2 separate regions of the Mus musculus genome follow, and region 1 is linked to region 2. Evidence: chromatin contacts called from public promoter capture Hi-C data. All regions are on one chromosome and are shown on one strand. Each heading gives the region's core, a stretch centred on a gene start, on an enhancer-like site or on the middle of the called end of the contact. The rest is flanking DNA. Distances are from core to core; before and after follow the strand shown. Region 1 has its middle 7.3 kb from the start of 5033406O09Rik. Region 2 overlaps Klc1 (kinesin light chain 1).

Region 1 (4,350 bases), core at 697-3,196, 150 kb after region 2:
ACGTGACCTTGTGATATAATAAAAACGGTCCACTTTTACACTTTGGGTACAGTTTGGGAGCTGGGAATACAGCTCAGTGGTAGAGTGTGTGCTTAGCGCACTTGAAGTCCTGGTGTTGTCCCCACAACCAAATAAGGAACTGACAAATACATTGTGGTGGTGTCCACTTCTAAACCCAGGTCTTGGGAGGCAGAGGTTCCAGTTTAAGGTCATGCTCAGCTACAGAGCAAGCTCAAGAACAGCCTGGACTGTGTAAGACCATTCTCTAAAAACAAGCACATGAATGAATGAATGAATGAATGATACCTAAGAAAGGAACGTGCCTTATGGTGTAAAAACTATATGTTGGCTGAGAGTTCCTGTTCCAGCTTCCACCTCTCCATGGTCAGCCCCAAATACTGACCATGAACCCTGTCCACCATCAAGCTACAATCAAACACCAAGACACACCAGGAGGTTAAGGCTGGACAAGGATCTTGCAAAGGAGCAGACCTCTCCGGTCATGATCATAATACAAAGTAACTACAGTTCCCTGAGACTGAGCACTTGACGAGGCAGCATCTACCACCGCTAAGGGTTTGTCACGCATCACCACAATAGGCCTCCTGATGACCTTGAGGTCAGTGGTACTGTCCCCATGTTCGGGATGAGGAAACTGAGGCTAAGTGACATCCTATGACAAAGTCTTTGACATGGTGGCTCATGCCTATAAACCCCTGAACTCAGGAGACATAGATAAGAAGATTGTCATGGGTCCCAAAGTTGACTGGCTCTCTGGTGAGGTCCGGGCCAGCCTGGCTATAGAGTGAGAACCTATCCCAAGCAAAACCACGGGAGCTGGAGAGATAGCTAAATGGTTAAGAGTACTTACTGTTCCTCAAGAGGACCCAGGCTCTGTTCCCCAGCACCCAGAGGTGGCTCACAACCATTATAACTCCATTTCTAGGGGATCCATGCCTCTTCTGAACTCTGAGGACTCCTGAACACATGTGGTGCACACACATACTTTAGCACACACACACACACACACACACTAATATATAAGACAAGTATTAAAAAAACAAAAAACAAACAAACAAAAAAAAAACCCAAACTCGAGAGAGCTGGGAGGTAGTTCCTTTGGTAGAAAGCTTGCCTAGAATCCACAAAGCCCCCTGCTTGATACCCAGTACAGCAACTCAAAGCATGGAGGGCACTACTTTAACTGCTGCACTGGAGAGATAAAGACAGTAGAGTCAGAAGTTCAAGGCTATCCTCAGCCTCACAGGGAGTTCTAGACCAACCTGGGTTATATAGACCCTGTCTCAAAGTTAACAAGTAGCACAATTGGTATGGAAAGAAGCCCAGACTTTTCTGTCTGGAAGCTCTTGACTACATTGTGTGTGGGGGGGCATCCTCCCATGATTTATGTCACCCCCATGTCTCCTCCTTCCTTTCCTCCCTTGCTTCTCTTCCCGCACCCCTTTCTCCAGGGGCTCATGTAACCTAACACTGGCCATATCCTTCTGTGGCCAGTGATGGTCGCCCTTGAACTCCTGCTGCCTGCCGCCTCTCCCGCGTGTGATTAAGGTGCACCCCACACCCAGCTTCCACCTCTGTTTTCTGTAACCAGCTGTACGTTTCTTTATGTCTGTCTCAAGCTCTTTCTGCACCTTTCTTGAGAAGGCCCTTTAGTGCAGGGGGAAAAGGTAGCTGTAGGACCTGTCTCTCTGCTTCCGGAACCTTCGCCGTGACCTCAGGCAGGTGCAAACTGGTGGCAGCCACGACCTGTTCCACAAAAGACAAAGAGAAACCTGTTTTTCCTCATCAAGGGTGCTGGAATTAGACAGTGTTTGGTTTTCCCTTGATGGAGGATCGTTCCCTATTCCCACTGGGCAGGAACCAGTTCCTGTTAGGCAGGGCAGCCTGGGCCCCTGCCAGGACCTTGGGGGAGGGGTCTCCTTTCTGGGCCGCTCCAGAGCTCTCTGTTCCTTGGGAGACATCAGAGGTTTAATCATTAATGGGCACGTTTACCTTTGGTTGCCGGCTGCACTGGGATCCGTTCCCAGGAGCAATTATCTCTGACACATTATTTTGTGTAAAATCACTTTTAGCTGATAAAGCTGAAATAAAAGGGGTCCATTACCCAGTGCTGGCCTCTTGGTGTCTGGGGCTCCCTGGGACCTAACCAAGGAGTCAGCCTTTAGGGGCTGTGAAAAGGCTTCTAGAAAACACGCCGAAAAGCCGCCTGATGTGTTTTCAAATCCTCCACGTGTCACCCCCATCTGCGGTTTCTGGGCTTGGCAGAGTGTCCTGGAGGCACGCCCACTTCGCGCAGATCTACCTGGGGCCAGGGAAAGTCGATGACTTGCACCCCCTGTTCCGGGGTCCTGCGTGAAAGCTGTGTGCTCCCCCGCCTCCCAGCCCAGGCTGGGTCCAGGCACTAAGGGGAGGAGGGGCGTCCTTGGTGCTTCAGTCAGTGAGCGCATTGTCTGTGCGCATGTCACCCTTCCCTGACCTTCCAGGTAGCTGGCTGAAAACACACCCATTACTTGGGAGAGCCCCATCAGGCCACCCATTCCCTGGGAGAGCCCGGTCAGGCCCAGCCACCACAGCTGTTACAGCTGTACTGGGGGGGGGGGCGGGGAAGAGACCCTCATGGGAGGGGAACGTTTGCTCTCCTGCTTTTTCTATAACCTCTTCTTCCACCCTAGGTTCCCAGGGTCCCTTCTTGCCATTCTCCCTGCCTTTGAGCTCCATCTGTGACTCACCTTCAGTACTGACTCCCCTACTGAGACATCTATGACCTCCGGCCGCCTCCCCTGACACCCACAGTTCTTTCCCCTCAGCCTTGGGAACCTCCGAGTGCACCTTCACGGTCTTGCTGCTAATTCTTCCCCGATGTGTTTTTGGGTTTGAATGTTTCCACTGCAGAGGCTCGGCAGAGCTAGCTGGCCAGTGGTGGTCCCGCTCCCAGGCTGCTCAGTCAATAGTGCTCGGGCAGGAATAGGCCAAAGACCTGGAGCCATACTGAGAGGCTGAGGAGCTGGGTCTCCGCCAGCTGCTGCCTGTTTTCCTCAGTAGCCCCAGACTCTCCCTCTGTGGTGCTTCTGAGACTGAGCTTCGTTTCCTGATGTTTTGTGAGGCTCAGGCCGATGTGACCTTTGGGGCCTGCCAGGAACCCACCCCCACCCCCACAGCCTGCCCCCACATACTCTGCAATGGTCAGATGCACTCAGAAACTCTAACCAACTTGGGCTTTGTATGATGAAGCCTTGGTGGAAGGAATGGCTGACCAGAGTTGCTGACTGGCGCAGCCCCGTGTGGAGCCTGCTCGCTGTTAACGGAATTCAGGAAACTGAGGAAGATTAAGGTAGAGGACCCAGGGATTTGGAGTCCCAGCTCCACCCTGAGGAGGTCCTGGGCCCGTTCTGGGTCCTGCTAAGAAACCCAGCCCCACTGCCCTGTGAGAGACAGAGCCTGCCTGCATGGAGTTGAGGAGAGATGGCTTCCTAGGCAGCAGGCCTTCTGAGTCCTTCTGACCAGCCCCCTTTTTTTGCACCCTGCTATAATCACATTCCCCAGGCACAGTGCTTGCCCAGCTGGTCTCTCTTGCTCCGTACCTTTTTAATATAAGTGTAGCTAAGGCTGGCCTGGCATTCCCTGTGTAAACAAAGAGGGCCTAAACCTCAGGCCTTCCTGCCTCCACCTCCCAAGTGTTAGGATCACAGGTGTAGGCCACCTCCTCCAGCTTCCTCCCTAAGACCCTAGCAGACTTGATCCATTAGTGAGTACATACTCTGAAAACAAGGTTTGTTTTCAATTGAGCTGGGTGTGTAACAGCTATTTTCACACAAACCACAGAGGTGCATTCCAGCACACACTCTGCAACCCCACACCCTCCAGAGCAAGCTGAGTGTGGCCTCCAGAGAGTGGTGTCTGTGTCAGGGTGGGGGTGGTGATGGGGGCAGGCAGGCACCACTGCCTCCTCCCTGAGAGTCACCGCTGAGAACACAGCTTAGATGCACATCTTCCCAACCAATAGGCTGTGTTATCTCCAGTATGCATGGGAGAGGCAGGTGATGGTTTCCAGATGTTCTGGGAGCAGCCTCCCATCCCCAGCCCAGCCCAAGCCAAGCTCCTCCTACATACTTGAAGTGCATGCCAAATGGTAATGTCTAGATCCAGGGGTAGGATAGAATGGGCTGGGTGGGGTCTCCAGGGTCCTGCAAACACCTGCAGGTGGGCTTGTGAGGATCAGCAGTAGAGGGTCTAGTCTGACCTCAGGCACCACTTATCATAGCATGGCTGGCATAAGCAATAGCATTACTGAGGACAGCTCCATAGAAAGGGACAGGACAGACCGAGAGG
Region 2 (4,661 bases), core at 2,015-4,514:
GAAGTTTGAAGCTGCAGAGACATTGGAAGAAGCCGCCATGAGGTCACGTAAGCAGGTGTGTGCGACGCTTCTCTCAGAGTGATCTGTTGGAACTGTGAGGCTTTCTACGTGGCTGTTATTGAAAGGTTGATTTGGGCTTAGCTGAGTGAGGAGCACTTGTCACATGCCCAGGACTATTTGTCTAAACTGTTCGAAGGAGCCGAGCGTGACGGCCTTTCAGTACTTGGGGGGGGGGGCTGAGGCAGAGAGAGTGAACATTTATAGGAGACTTAGTGTCAGGAACTAAAAAGAAATGAAAAATGATGAATGAAAAAGGAAGAAAAATAAGAATGGCAGAGCTCTCATCACGTGCTCATGAGCTCCTTGGTGTGAGGTACTCCCAGTTGTCACGTGCTCACAATTGGTGTGAGGTGCTCACAGTTTGTGTGAGTTGCTCCCAGTTGTCACGTGCTCACAGTTGGTGTGAGGTGCTCCCAGCTGGGCCAGCTCTACTGGGACTTGTGGGCTGGGGCTCAAGCAGAGCTCTCGCTGCTGCCCCTTTGGTCCTGGGGACCGAGTCAGGCAATCTGTGGCTGTCATTAGCTGTGAGGCTGCCTCCTAGGAGCAGGGCTTACAGTTTAGGGCTACTCTAGATTGCAGGTAGGTTGGAGCAAGAGGAGCTACAGGGGCCTCAGAGCTCCAGAAGGGGTGTGAGTGTATCATGAGGACGTTCCCCACCTGGCAGCCGCAGAAGCTCTGGACAGGACAGCTTCTGTGCCCCATGAGCGTCCCGATACATACAGCAGGGCAGGGTATGGGCATGCGCCAGGGTTAACATTGTTGGTATAGGAGACAGATTACCTTGTTTCCTAGGCTGGCCTCAATCTGTAGCTGGGGTTAACCTCAAGCTTCCACTCTTCCTGCCTTCACCTCCCAAGGGCTGAGGTAGCAGGCAAGCGCCATCAGGTCTGGTGTGTGTGGTGTTGGTGATAGACCGACCCAGTGTACATGCTGGGTGAGCACTTAGCTGCGTTTCCAGCCCGGCCCTTCACGTGTGTCCCTCACTACCTGGGGCTCAGTATTAGCTTACAACACTTGCTCTGTTTTGAATAACAGGGCCTTATGTAGCCAGACTGTCCTTGAACTCTTTATCCTCCTATTGCTGCTTTGTAGTGCTGAGATTACAGGCATGCTTTCATAGAGTACAATGTTCTGTGTCACAGAGTTCAGTTCTGTGTGTAAGCTCCTGAGTTTTGGTGATATGGACTCATATAGCGCAGACCCCCACCCCCATTCTCGTGACCCTAGGGAGCCTGAATCCCACCCCCAAATGCGCTCATCTGCGTTTGTCCCATTACATAAGAATTGGTGTCTGGCCGGGTGTGGTGGCGCACACCTTTAATCCCAGCACTCAGGAGACAGAGGCAGGCAGATTTCTGAGTTTGAGGCCAGCCAGGTCTATAGAGTGAGTTCCAGGACAGCCAGGGCTATGCAGAGAAACCCTGTCTCAAAAAACAAAACAAAACAAAAAAAAACAACAACAACAAAACCCAAAAACAACAAAAAAGAATTGGTGTCTGTGGCGCAGTGAGAAGTGAGGGCTAAGGGGGAGACACCTGCATGAGGGCGGAAAGAGGAAGCCAACTGACCACATGCCCTCTGACCTCTTCCACATGGCTCTGTAGCAGGCACGCAGCAACAGCAAAGAGAATTTGACCTTGTCCCTAGTGAAGCTCAGATACTGAGACGCCTTCTGAGATGTCAGTGCTAACGGGCCACCCGTTCTCCCCTGCCTGGCTCACAGGGTCTTGACAATGTTCACAAACAGAGAGTGGCTGAAGTGCTAAATGACCCTGAGAGCATGGAGAAGCGGAGGAGCCGGGAGAGTCTCAATATGGACGTGGTCAAGTACGAGAGTGGCCCTGACGGAGGGGAGGAAGTGAGTATGAGCGTAGAGTGGAATGGGGTAAGTACAGCGCGCTGGCTGCACCGGGCAGGACCTGCCGGCCTCCCCAGCGGCACTCGCTAGCTGTCGTGTCTCACGCTAGACTCGCCACTTTTCGCAAATTAAGCATCAGGGAAGCTTTCTGTAAGTCCTAACTTCTGCTAACTCGGAAGCTGTGTTGCTTGCAGTAGTTTTCTTTAGGAATCCCTGAAAGCTGACTGGCCTCTTGTAGAGCATGTGTGCACGCTGATTGAGTGTCCTGGCCGTGCAAAAACCTTGTCCACACTCTGGTCTCCTGTAACCCGGGGATGAGCATGGGCATGGCTGACTAACTGACTTTCCTAACTCCCCATGTCCTGCTAACTCAGTGCTCTTGACACCGCTCAGGAGGCTGCCCTGGGGCTGCTAGAGTGCCTTGCCGGGAGCTGACGCTAAGTGCAGCTCAGACAGCAGCTCAGAGCAGGTGCACTAGGGCTGGTCTCCACACCGCCACCTGACAGGGCTCCCGACTTTTTGACTTAGAACTACCTGCTTGTGTATGATACAGACTGTGTCAGAGGTCTGTGTCGGCCCTGCTCCTTCAGCCCCCCACCCCCCGGAGGTCTTCACCACTGCTTCCTACCCAGGGTTGTGGGCAGTGTGAGTGTCAGCTCCTGTGGCCACTGCTTCCTACCCAGGGTTGTGGGCAGTGTGCGAGTGTCAGCTCCTGTGGTGGACTGGTGTCTCTGGAGCGGATTAAGAGGGTTCAGCAGACCAGGCCTATCACATACTGTCACTATGCGGCTTTGTAAATCATTGCTTAGGACTTTGATCCAGCCTGTCCTGGGGCTTGGGTTGATTGGCTCTAGGATTTTCTTAGCTGCAGTAGTTTGGAGGAGCCAGGGTCCTGACTGAACTTTGTGTGAAATGTCAGTGGCCACAGTGAAGGGTGACATCCTCTCTCTGTCTAGCAGCGGTCTCGTGCCAGCACAGCCAGTCAGCATCCACTGTGACTGCTGAGCCTTGTTGGGCAGTGGTCCTAAACTGCAGCAGAGGCCTGGGCCTTCCTGCCCATGCCTGTCCTGTCAGCACTCTGGACTGCACTCTTACTTCGCTCCAGTCCTGCATGCTTGTCCAGAGGGCCTGTTCCGCTTGGTGGCTGGCGGCTTGCAGACTTACCTGCTCTCGAGTGAAGCTGCAGGGGGCTCTTTCCTGAGACAGTATTTCTAGGTCTGTATGTATGTGAGTCCTGCGCCAGACACAATGTCCACAACTCCGAGTCCCACACCTGCCCTGGGCACTGGGGGAGGAGTTCACGGGAGGGTGTTGTTGTTGTGTGTGTTCACGCACACAAGTGTGTGCACACAGTGTGTGGTAGAGATTGACCTCTGCTTTGTGCATGTTAGGCAACTGCTGTATGACTGAACTGTGTCCACAGCCTTGTTTGTTTTGAGTCTCCGTGTGTAGCCCAAGTTGTCCTGGTACTTACTTGGAGTCCCTCCTACCTCAGCCTTCTGGGTGCTGGGAAGACAGGTGTGCACAGCACACTTAGCTTACAATTATACCTTGTTTCTTTTTCCGTGTGTGTGTGTGTGTGTGTGTGTGTGTGTGCATGTGTGTGTTTAAGACAGGGATTCTATAAAGTATTGAACATAGGGCCTTACACATGCTAGGCAAGGCCTTTTCCCCTTAGCTGAGTCACTCATGTACTCACTCTTACACTTTCACTCATACACATACTCACATACTCACTCATACACTCACACACTCACTCATGCACACTCTCACGTACCCACACTCACTCATTCACTCCCACACTCACACACTCATATTTACACTCACTATCACACTCACACTCTCACACTCATCCACACTCACCTACACTCTCACTTATTCTCACACTCATACATTCACACACTCATACTCGCTCACTCACTATCACACTCACCCACACTCACTCACACATACACACTCACTCTCCCTCCCTCCCTCACTATGTATCCCTGGCTGGTCTGAAGCTTGCTGTATTGGCCAGGTTGGCCTTGATCTCAGAGGGATGCCTGCCTCTGACTCAGGTTCTAGGGTTAGAGCGCCACCACTAAGCCTGAACTCCCAGCGATGCTGCCTCTGCCTACCTCCCGAGTGCTGGATTAAAGGCAGGCCTCACCACCTCCTGGGTTACACTTGTAATTTTTAGAGAGATTTCAGTGCTCTTTAAAATACCGCAGCTGTCCATCCTTTGTTCTCCTGGGTATTTACAGCTTCAGCCTGATGAATTCACAGAACAGATGGTAGTTGATTAAATCACAGAAACAATTTATATGGGAATTCAGGGCTTTTTTTCAGTGTTCAGAAATAGACTTTAAAACAGGATAATGTTTGTCAAAGGCAAGGCTTGCTAGGTAGCAACCGTGGCTATGCAGATGCGTGGCTGTGTGGTCGAGGAGGCCGAGAGCGAGGGCATGAAGACAGTGAGCTTGCCTGGGAGGACAGCAGTTCCTCTTCAGTGTGTCTTATGATGATGGTGATCACGCCTCATGGAAACGGGCTCCTGCAGGCTTCCTCGGGTCTGAGATATGAGAAATATGATGTGAGATATGATGTGGCTCTAGCAGGCACTGCTATAGTAGGTCACTCTCTAGTAGGGTGCATTCCTGCGAAAGCTGCTTTGTGGACATTGAGTCTTTTCTAGATAAAAGTCAGATTTCTTAGTTACCCAATATCCATGTGATTCTGTGTCTGTTGTGAAAGTTGTGCT

What was found. Capture Hi-C pulls out chosen DNA fragments and counts their contacts.
Region 1: a promoter capture Hi-C map of liver shows a contact between it and region 2. The contact joins two enhancer-like sites. A contact is called at or near these places in 1 of 15 datasets of contacts at CTCF or cohesin (large pre-B cells), 1 of 484 Hi-C or Micro-C datasets (bone marrow-derived macrophages), 2 of 115 datasets of contacts at active chromatin or transcription factors (embryonic stem cells and regulatory T cells) and 3 of 9 other capture datasets (adipose tissue, liver and pancreatic islet).

The regions. Positions count from the first base shown.
Region 1 is chr12:111,935,000-111,939,349 of GRCm38.p6, forward strand. No RefSeq gene overlaps it. Among named protein-coding and RNA genes, the nearest start is that of 5033406O09Rik, 7.3 kb to the right of the region's middle. Within about 2 kb of position 1,947, at least 65 of the 459 cell types and tissues checked have an H3K27ac peak or open chromatin away from gene starts, as enhancers often do. A contact at or near this core is called in liver, where this site is marked.
Region 2 is chr12:111,787,542-111,792,202 of GRCm38.p6, forward strand. Klc1 (kinesin light chain 1) reads left to right here. Exons shown (of 16, transcript NM_001025360.2): 12 at 1-55; 13 at 1,784-1,945. Among named protein-coding and RNA genes, the nearest start is that of Xrcc3, 24 kb to the right of the region's middle. Within about 2 kb of position 3,265, at least 24 of the 459 cell types and tissues checked have an H3K27ac peak or open chromatin away from gene starts, as enhancers often do. A contact at or near this core is called in liver, where this site is marked.